2 separate regions of the Mus musculus genome follow, and region 2 is linked to region 1. A link is a contact called in public Hi-C data. All regions are on one chromosome and are shown on one strand. Each heading gives the region's core, a stretch centred on a gene start, on an enhancer-like site or on the middle of the called end of the contact. The rest is flanking DNA. Distances are from core to core; before and after follow the strand shown. Region 1 overlaps Efl1 (elongation factor like GTPase 1). Region 2 has its middle 53 kb from the start of Gm36817.

Region 1 (5,049 bases), core at 1,095-3,594:
CCTGCTGACATCTCCTCAGTCTTAGATCATTCTTGGCATTTAGTCACTTAAAAAAATATTTTTAAATCCTCTTTTTCAAGTTAAATTCTGAAAACACAAGCATTTGTGACTTACTGTTGGACACCAGTCGTGGGGAAATGAAGGAGATGGGAGAGATGACCCTCATCCCAACAGATGTCCGGGGCTCTGAGTGGGTGGACGGACACAGGGCTCTCCATGCACACGGGTAGGCGTCTTGCTATGGGAAGCCACGGAGCAGTCTGGGGTCCCTGGGCCTTGTGGAGCCCAGGGACAACAGGTTCTAGCTCTTGGGCATTGCAGGAGGTCACTGGACGCTGCTGAAAAGCTAAGAACAGGTGGGAGCCCAGAGCCTCAGTCTGCCCTGGGGCTGAAAGGAAAAGGGGTAGGGGGAGAAGGCAAGAGTCTGGTTAGCTCAGGCTGCTAGTTCTGTGGGCGGCTTCAGTAGAAAAGCAGAGAGAGAGAGAGAGAGAGAGAGAGAGAGAGAGAGAAGAGTAAAGAGGCAGAGAGTGGCCATGGCCACGTGGAGAGAGGGGAGAAGCGGGGAGGAGAAGGAGGGCAAGAGGTGAGAGAAAAGAAACAAGAGAAGCAGTAGAGGGAGGAGGGGCCTTTTATAGTGGGCTAGGCTACTTTGCTGTTGCAGAGTAACTGTGGGAAGGAGCATACCTGGCTCTTGTCAGGTAACTGTGAGGGTAGAGCCTGGACAGCCTATGTCAGGAGCCTTTGCCTGGGAGCATGGCAAATGGGCTTCCATCCCTCAAAGATTAATCTGTTGGGTCTCCGGAGTTTGAACCTAGCCCAAAAAACAGGCTGCCTTTCACGGTCCCACAACTTTTCTAACCTAGTCATCTGCTCACATACATTCATGTTATGCTCACCATACTGTGTGGGTCTACACTGCTCCCTAGAGTGGATTCTTCACTCTGTGTGTTTAGTCTTCCAAATTATTTGTAGGTCCCACCTCAGCAGCTGATAGAGGAACTGCTAAGAGAAACACTGCAGCTTATCCCAGCTGGGGGCCTTCAGCAGGCTAACTGTGAGGGGAAGGGGTCTTGATTCAGAACAGCTGTACTTTGAACTCTGCCTGAATTAGTCGGGGTTCTCTCGAAGCCTCCCACCTTTTCCTGCGCTCCTAGATGGGCTGTCCTATTATTTGGTTGCTCTGTGGTTTTAGTACCTTCTGTGCAGTGTACCCTGTATGCGTGGACTCTTTCAGGTCAGTGTCACACAGACAGACATTTGACAGACAAGAACGGCTGTATCTGGAGCTTTAAGAAGGCAGTCCTTACCCTGATTAGGTACATAAAAACTAGTCGTTTGTGGCTCAGCCTCCAGAGAAATCCAAAACAGCTGTCCCAGTCAGAATTCCTGATTCTTCTCCAAAACCCCCCCAGCAGTGGTCGCATTACAGTGGCTCTGACTAGGACCAAAAAAAAAAAAAAAAAAAAAAAAAGGTCTATGCTTCCAGACCTGGCTGGTAAGGTGCAGCTGCACCAAAAAGAACACAAGGGGGCAGCCTTCTCCAAATTTTCATCAAACCAGAAAAGAACAAAGAACTTGGTTGGCAGGAGTATGTACTATGCAGGTACTCACCAGAGGAAACGTGGTCCCTGTTTGCAAGTGTGCTGTGCTATGATGAATGGCATCGAGTGCTGATAGAGTCGGGTTTTACCAGACACTCCAGAATTCCTCAGTGTCATTTCTATAAACAGTTCCCTCACCTAACCCACAGCCGTACATGGAAAACAAACATTTTATTACTAGAGGCATGGATGACAGTCAAAAAATAAAATTAAATCTTTAAAAGAGGGGGAAAAAAACAACTGTGTCATTTAGAAAAGCTGAGACTAGAGTAGCTTGCTGTCTCAATCTGAAGAATGATTTCAAAGCAGCCACTTAAATCTCTTTGGTGCCATCCCTCCGCCCCTCTCTTGAAGGAATGGTTTTAGTGGTCTGTTCTCTTTCCCTTTGGTTTCCTCTTCATTGAGGGAAATGAATTATGACTCCCTCAGTTGTTTCTGGTAGGAAAGGGCTTTGTAAAACTGTGTGCTGCTCAGGGGGTAGAATGTAACACATTGCTAATTCCCGGTCTCCTGTGCAATTGGGAGCACAGTGTCGCTGGGTTTGTTTTATGCTTTCCAGATGACTGTCTGTTAGTGTGCAGGAGGCCAGCACATAATTGCACTGGTGACCGCATTTCAGAGGATTTGGGTCTGTTGATTCAAGTGCAGAGATGAAGTCAAAGTTGTTCTCCTCCACTGCTGCATCTAAATCCACTTCATTCTTTGCCTCTGTAATGGCTGGAAGAAATCAGATATGCCTTGAAAATCAAAAGTAAACGCTGCTCCCTAGGGCTAGGCCAGGGTGGAAACAGGAACGGCTCCTTTTAGGTCTCCACAGCGGCAACAATTCTAGTTGGTTTATCGCATGATTGTTTCTTATTTTAAAGCCACAAGCCTTGAATTTTTCAAAAATAACTACTAACTTTTCACTAGTGATTTATGTAGTTTCTTATTTACATGTCCTTTGTTAACTGATATTCCGATTGTACTTCAGCCCTATCTCTGACCACATCTCTCCAGCATTTATTTAGCATTCTGTTTTGGGTGTACAGTGAACAACTTTTGTTTCATTTCATTAAGCGTCACAATAAACTTCACTGATGATGCATTAATTATTTGTAAAGAAGAAATGGACAAAAAGGTTTGCTTTCCCCACAAACTTCACTATTATGTCCATCCTTTATCAGCCACCTCCAGGAAAGCAGTGCTGAAGCTCATGTGGGTAGTGAGGCTGGGTGTGTGTTTGTATGTACTGCTTGCATGTATGTTTTACATACACTGAACACATGCATGTACACATGCACAAGTACACATACACAATTTGACTAGGCACAAGGTATCCCAATACTGTTCCCAGCCTTAAACATCTTTGTTTGCAAGTAGTGTAACTTGGACTTCCTCAGTCCTTTCAAAAATTACTCTTTAGAGAAACTGTGTTTTCTAGCTTTGAGTTCTGTATTTTAAAGCCACATTTGTGTATATTTTTGATGCATCTCCAGGTTTGTTTTGGGGTGACAGACTGGAAATACAACCTTTACTCTAAACAGGAGTATAACTGGCATGAAGTATGTTAACTTTACTCCATAATATAAAAGTGTCTTTTAATGCAAACAAGCAGCCAAGCATGGTGGCTCACACCTGTCGTCCCAGCATACAGGAGGCTCAGGCATGAGAACTGCCGCATGTTTGAGGCCAGCCTGGTCTGTATAGTGAGCTGTAGGCCATCCAAGCCAATGCCATGGAATCTTATATATATATAAAAAAAAATCCAAAAGGTAGAAAGTGATTGTAGCAAATTCAGAAGTAATGTGAAGCTGCAGATGTGGAATTCTAAATTATGTAAAAATTATTCTAAGACCCACAGAATCATTGCCAAATTAAAATTTTGACATGTAGCAGATCTGTATAACTGTTCTTTGCATGTATGTGATAATTTTGTGTATCTTGGTTTCCATTTTCTTCAGTGTGCTGTGTTAATTTTTAGATTCTGAAATCAGGGTGTGGGAATTTGCAGAGGAAGCGGAGCATTTGAACCCCCTTCCCCAGCCCTTGATTTTAAAAAGATCAACATGTCCCCTTACCCACTGAGCCATCTTCCTCTTACTTAGTTTTGACGACTCAAGCCCATTTTGTCTTAGTTTTTAGAAGGCATTTTCAATTTTTATTTGTATTCATAGTTATTTTTCTTTTGTATTTCAAACCATCCTTTAAATATAAGCCCATATTAAAATGTTGTCCTTCATGTTTCAATTTAAAATGTCGACTTCATAAATTCTTAGAGACTGACACTTAATTCTTTTTGTCTCTATGCCAAAAGGTACTGATCAAGAACTTACGGAATGGGTCTTAAGAAGTACTTTGGCTTTGAAAGATTGAAGTTTGTTCTCCTATATGAACTGTATAGGAACCTTGCAGGGAAGGGATCTGGACTGAGCTTGGCCTGAGGATCCAGTCTGCCCAGTGCTCCTGACTGAGCCGACACATAGAAAAGAATCCGTTTAGCTTGTTTGCTTCCCTAGCAACCTCACTTGAGCATGCTGGACCCCTAGTTGAAGGTCTACTCTCGGGCCATTCAGCTTCTAAGTGCCAAGCAGAGGAAGGCTGGGGACACCCTGGCTTGGCTGCTGTGGCCACGAGCTGTGAGGTACCAACAGTGTGTCCCAGAGCTAGAAAGAGAAGACCTTGAATTATATGGGAGAGGACAAACTAGATAATAGTTTGAGAGGAGTGCGAAGAGTTGCTGAAGTTGCTGACTTTGTGAGGGTTAGCTGACTGAGGAGTGTGCATTTCTCAACAAGTCTGTGGTCCTTATTTGAAGCGGTATAATTACAGACAGGCAGGTGTATCCGGTAGCCATCAGTCAGGTATGCGCCCAAGGAGCAAAGAGTGACCTTTTGTAGAGTATGAGTTACAGAATCTGGTCTGTACTCTGATAGGCCATTTGCAGTCCCTGATAAAAAGAACTCTTTTTACTTGGCCAGAATTCATACCAGCCAAGTGCCTCCAGGTTAGGGGAAATAAGGACAAGTTAACTGTTGCTAAATGTAATAAAGCGTCAGGCTCTCAGCGGTACACACCTTGATGATGAGAAAATGCCATTTGTTTGGCTGTGTTCAAAGTATGGGATTGCAGTTGAGGTATATAAGGCACACTAGATCCAGAGATCCTGTACATTTTAAACCTCGAGGACACCACTAGGACACCGTTCCGCACTACCTGTCCTCTGACGTCACCTGCTAGGCTGAGTATATAAATATAAAATAGTATATTTTATTATTGAATTCACTACGCTTCCTCTTTAGGAGGATGCTATTGGAGGTCAAGTGTAACCCAACCTCAATACAATCCCCAGCTCTCTTCACTTTTGCTTCCCTTGAAAAATATATCATTTGAGGGTCTTGTTTTTAAATTATTATCAATTATTTGTTAACAGGTTTAGCTAATATACTTTTATTTTTTATTTCACTGG
Region 2 (5,213 bases), core at 660-3,159, 370 kb after region 1:
AGAGCACAGGCTTTGATGACCATACACATCAGAGGAGACAAGCCGTCCCTGCCTACCCCAAGCTCATCCTTTCTCCTGCTCTGGGCTGGCTTTTGCCCAGAGCTGAACATGGCTGTAGGTAGACAAAAGCTTTCTGCATCTGGAAGGAGACTGGGTAGGGTATGGGATGGTGCACTGGCAACACCAGGACCAGGGCTGATATACATCTAGACAGGTTTTTTTTTCCCCTGAAAGGCTATTTTCTAGTTTATTTTTAGAAAAGGACAGGGCTAGTTGAGTGCTTAGCTTTGAGAGTTAATAAGACATGGGTGAATTTCATGTTACTCTTCACTTTAGTTGCTGGACAGCAATAGAAATGAATGTCTTATTGTTAACCTGGATGGATGTGTGCACGACAGCTGTCCCGGGAGAGGGCTCCTGCCTGCTTGCACTGTGTGTTTGCATCCTAGCAGCCACAGTGCTTCGTGCAGACAGCTCACATTGCAAACAAGATGTCTGGGGGAGTCTCAGAAGGCTTCTATCCCCGATGCCCTCACAAACTAATGCTATTGTGTGGCTATTGTAACCTTTCTCAGCTGCAAGTAACTTGACTATCATCTTCAAGGCCAGTGGCTTCTAGTCAAGTGTGAAGGGAACACAAATGTGCCCATGACAGGGCACTGGGCAGAATGAAAAGGCTGCCTTTGTCCTTTAAGACCTTCACAGGGATTTCTTGAGCTTCGTGTCTTTCCAGTGGTGCAACTCCTTTTGTTGTATCTTCCACTGCTCACTTAGGTATGAGAACTGGACGAGTAAAAATGAATTTTACTGAGAGATATCAGTAGCTGAGAAAATGGTGCAGTGGATAAGATGGCTGTGCGGACACAAGTGCCTGGGTTCAGATCCCCACCTTTCATGTAAAATCTAGGCATGACTGTATATGCCTGTAACTTCAGTGCTCGAGGGGAGACTTGTCAAAACAGGAGGTTTCCTGACAGGGGTGCCGTGGCCAGTCAGTCTAGCCTACCCAAAAATTGGCAAGGTTGAGATTCTGTGAGAGACTGTCTTGAGGGAGTAAGAGAGAGAGTACTAGAGCTGGACACATGCTGTCCTGCTGTCCTTATGTAGTCTCCTGATGTATATGAATTCACATACCTGTGAACGAACATGCACAAGCGCCTTCACATGCATGTGACACATACACACACACTCAAACACACACACACACACACACACACACACACACACACACACACACACACACACACACACAGGGTCCCTTCTTTCAGCTTAAAATCTTATCAGTCAATTGTCCAGAAGGCAGGAGTGCAGAGCCAGCAGACAGAGGTAGGCATGGAGCTCCCCTGGTAACTCACACAGAGCTGGCTCAGACTTCCCATTTTCTAGAGAACAGTGGGAACTCCACCTGTGGCCAGATTTGTTCTCAGCAGACATTCCTGCCTACAGGCAAATCCCCTTGACCTCAGGAGAACTTTGAGAGAACTAGTGAGGCCCCCCTTCCTCCCCTTGTTTAGCTGCTGAATTCCCCCTGGCTGCTCCCTGCCCCTGGTGGAGGTTCCTCCCAATCAGCACACAGGGGACTCCATGGAACGGTAACAAGATATTTCAGACAGTGGCGAGCCATTCCAGCCTCCTGGCCTTTGTTCCTCCTCACATTTCAGGACTGCAGCCTTGCACCTTGGCGGGGGACGTCAGCAGTTGCTGCCGATTTATCCTAGATTTGGATAAAAGTCAGGGTTTTGATTTCAGCTCTCACCAAGACTGCTGGAAATGGATCCAGCAAACAGGCAAGAAACGGAAATTGCAGTTTCTCTGCTGTGAGCGTCATCCTTTGTGGGTCTGGTACAGACTGATGCATTCAGAACTGGACATTTATGGAGTTCTTCCCTACCAGAGGGCCTAGGCACCAGCTGGATAGGAAGTTCCACAGAGCAGCAGATGATGTAAGACGGGGGTGTGGCCAGGGAGCTCAGGAGTGACAGCTCAAATGCCCTTAGTCCCATTTTATTTCCAAGTAGGTGGACAATCTAATAAGCAATTGGCATTTCCTTAGAAAAACTTCATGATGTCACTAATAAATGACAGTTTGCACTTCTAGCCTTGATAGCACTTGAACCCCCGAGGATTGACACCTTTGTGATGCGTCCTTAAGTCTCTGCTTCTCCGTGTGTCAGATGCAGGGCTCCCAGGTAAAACTGTTTAAGCCTAATGACCTGAATTCTGTCCTCAGCACTCAAGGGATAGAAGCGAGAACTAACTCCTGCAACTTGTCCTCTGCCTCTGCACATGCACTGGAACACCTCCCCCCCCCAAAAACACATGCAAATAAAATGAAACATCAATAAGTAAGGTGCTGGGCTCTAGCTAGTATGTCTTTAACATTCCTCTTTTTTAGAATTTGTGATAAAATATGCATAGCAGAAAATTTAGCATCAGTCCGTTTTAAATGCACAGTTCAGTGATATTATGTAACTAACACCCAGCCGCTTTTTCCTCTTGAAGTACTGAAATTATATATCCGTGAAACAACAATGATACTTTGTTCCCCATCCCTGGAAGATAGTGGAAGATAGTGGAGATCACACACTGTTGTCTGATGCTTGGAGCTGACCACTCTAGGCACCTTGTACATATGGAACTGTGCATGCTTTTTCTCTTTGCTTGGCTTTTTTTTTTCAGTGTCCTGTCCCTGGGGTTTCATCTGTGTTGTAACTTGTGTCAACATTTCCTCTTGTCCCCAGGCTGACCAATGTTTCATTGACTGTGTAGACCATGCTTTTTCCAGCCACCATACTTCAGTAGGTCCCCAGGTCCCCTCTGTCTGCTGGCTACTATGAATGATGTGAGGACTATGGTGTATAGACATGGCTCCCATACACTGTTTTCATTCTTTAGAGTGCATGTGGGGAAGTGGCTTCGCTGGCTGCTGTGGTGACTGTGTTGTTGGTCTTTTGGAAGTTGTCATTTTGATTGTTTTCTACCACTCTCGTGTCTCCTTTGGTTGTGCCATTTTACATTCATGCCATTACTGTGGTGAGTTCTAGGATCTCCACTACCTGGTCACCATTTGGTTTTATTTTTCATTTGTTTGTCTCGATAGCATGGGAAATGGATGTCCCTTTCCGTCATAAAAGCTGCCCTATTCTAAGACTTCTTTCCTCTTTCTCTCTGCCCTTTCTACTTTTAACAAACTGACTCTCATGGGAGATCCAGGCCTTGTCTGGTTTTCCACACCACCATCAAAACAACCCAAAAAGAATGCTCGAGATTTTCATTGGGGAAGGGGGGTGGGTAGGACAGATAACCAATCTTTGTTGCTCTTAATGGATCTTTGTTGCTCTTACATGGAAATGGGTTAGATGTGATCATTTTCTTCTTCATCAAACACATGGGTGTCTACTGAATGCAAGGTGTTCTGGCTTGCTAATGCAGAGATTATTAAAATAAATCAGAAGCGGCTCTGACTTTAGGAGTCTCCCGGTCATGGTAGAGGGAAGCGAACACTGTCTCAGGTGTACCTGGGCAGGGAAGGGAGGGGATGAGGGTTAATCCTTCCATGTGGGGTGTGCAATGGCATCTCTCAGCTTTCGCCTGCACTTCCAAGAAGTATGTATTAGGGATTTAGTCTTTTGAGATATTCCGTGAAGAAGAAAGGACCCCTTCATCACATAGTTGGTAGAAGGTGCACTTTATCATCTGCCTTGGAGATGCACAGAGAGTATGGTGAAGGCTCTAAGAAGCTATTTCATAAAGAGATCGCCTCATTTTCATGCAACCCCTGCCGCCACGTCCACGCCACAGGCTAGATTCAAACCTTTAGAGCCCTTACTCTTGTCTTACGGAAACACGGATTATAAGACATGCCATGGAGGTGTCTGGTCATGCCCAGACTTGTCTCCCACTGTTTCTACAACCTCTCCCAGGTCATCTGTCTTTCCACTTTCTAGCCCTGCAGTGTGAATAGTAGTTATACAAAAGCCTGAGAAAATAAGTGACCGAGCCCTTACTTATTGCCAGCATGACTGTGGAGATCAGGGTATGCATAAAACAGTGATTTCTCAGGCTGGGCCTTGCCTTAGGAGACTTCATTTTCAAGCAGCTTTTGATTCAGTGTTGAGGGAGAGTGATGGTTATAGCTCCAGGGTGGACTCAGAAACTGCATCGTCTGTCAGGAGCTACTCAGCAAACACAGACAGACAATGATGTATGCCTGGGAGTAAAAGAGGGAGCCACCCTCTAACTTTATCTGAGGCTGAACTGAGAGTATGGAAGTTCGTGAGTGTATTAAAATCATACCAGGGAAACTAGGCAGAGTGACTTATCAGGCACAGCTGACCATTCGATGGATGTGACTGTCACCCGGACCACCCAGAGTGATGGATACCTAGCACTGTGATGGCATGGCCCTACACCAACCTACCATCTGATAGCTGTGTCAAAGACTGGTGTCCAAGATGATAAGCAGAGACTCCCCGACTGTCCCTGGAACTTCAACTCAGCGAGATCTTCTGCTGTTGGTGCAACTTGCTCCTGTCTTCCTGTCCCCCTGTTCACCTGTTTGGGTCTGACTCACTGTTTCCCCACTGCAAACATGTTTCATCTAGGGGCTAGAACAATTTTGCTCTCAAACCCCGATCCCATTGAAAGTATAAATACTATATCAAAATTCTAGAGACATTTTTTTTTCTATTTTATTGTCTTACTCTCTGTCTTTTGCCCCCCCATCAACAGAACACTTTACTTTAAACACAGTTATTTACTTCTAAAATAATTACCAAGCTTCTACAGCCTCCACACAAACAACTCCTAATTTACGTGGGCTGTGTGCTTCTGTCCTTTGTGGGGGGAAATTACTGGTCTTTTCCATCTTGATTAACTCTTAGCCGGATAGCAAATGCTCACCCTGCCATTGCACATGGAGACATAATTGGCTATTTCCCTCTCATGTTTTAGAACCATAATGCGCTCAAACATGGCATCATGGTCTCTCCTATATGAGACAGGATGGAATCATACATAAAACACCATATTATATCAACTCAGAGTAAAGATTAGAACAACAGTGAATCTGGCCAGCTGGTGAGGCTCCATGCACAGAGACTTTGCTCAGTGTTAAGTGTGCAGTGGTGCAGTCTTCATATGGACGCATCTCTTCTCTAGTCTCCAAAGTCGGAGCTACCACTAGGGTTACAAGTTGGGCCCGAGGCTGTGGA

The links. A called contact is a pair of places that touch in the nucleus more often than the background predicts.
Region 2: a contact with region 1 is called in a Hi-C map of nephron progenitors, with 4 times the contacts expected there. The contact joins two enhancer-like sites. A contact is called at or near these places in 2 of 15 datasets of contacts at CTCF or cohesin (embryonic stem cells and pro-B cells), 8 of 484 Hi-C or Micro-C datasets (Sertoli cells, bone marrow-derived macrophages, double positive thymocytes and 4 more) and 1 of 9 other capture datasets (embryonic tail).

Annotation. Positions count from the first base shown.
Region 1 is chr7:82,714,302-82,719,350 of GRCm38.p6, forward strand. The region is part of intron 15 of Efl1 (elongation factor like GTPase 1); the gene reads left to right. Among named protein-coding and RNA genes, the nearest start is that of 4933406J10Rik, 39 kb to the right of the region's middle. RefSeq lists an enhancer at 1-2,791. Within about 2 kb of position 2,345, at least 45 of the 459 cell types and tissues checked have an H3K27ac peak or open chromatin away from gene starts, as enhancers often do. A contact at or near this core is called in embryonic tail and nephron progenitors, where this site is marked.
Region 2 is chr7:83,087,907-83,093,119 of GRCm38.p6, forward strand. No RefSeq gene overlaps it. Among named protein-coding and RNA genes, the nearest start is that of Gm36817, 53 kb to the left of the region's middle. Within about 2 kb of position 1,910, at least 57 of the 459 cell types and tissues checked have an H3K27ac peak or open chromatin away from gene starts, as enhancers often do. A contact at or near this core is called in embryonic tail and nephron progenitors, where this site is marked.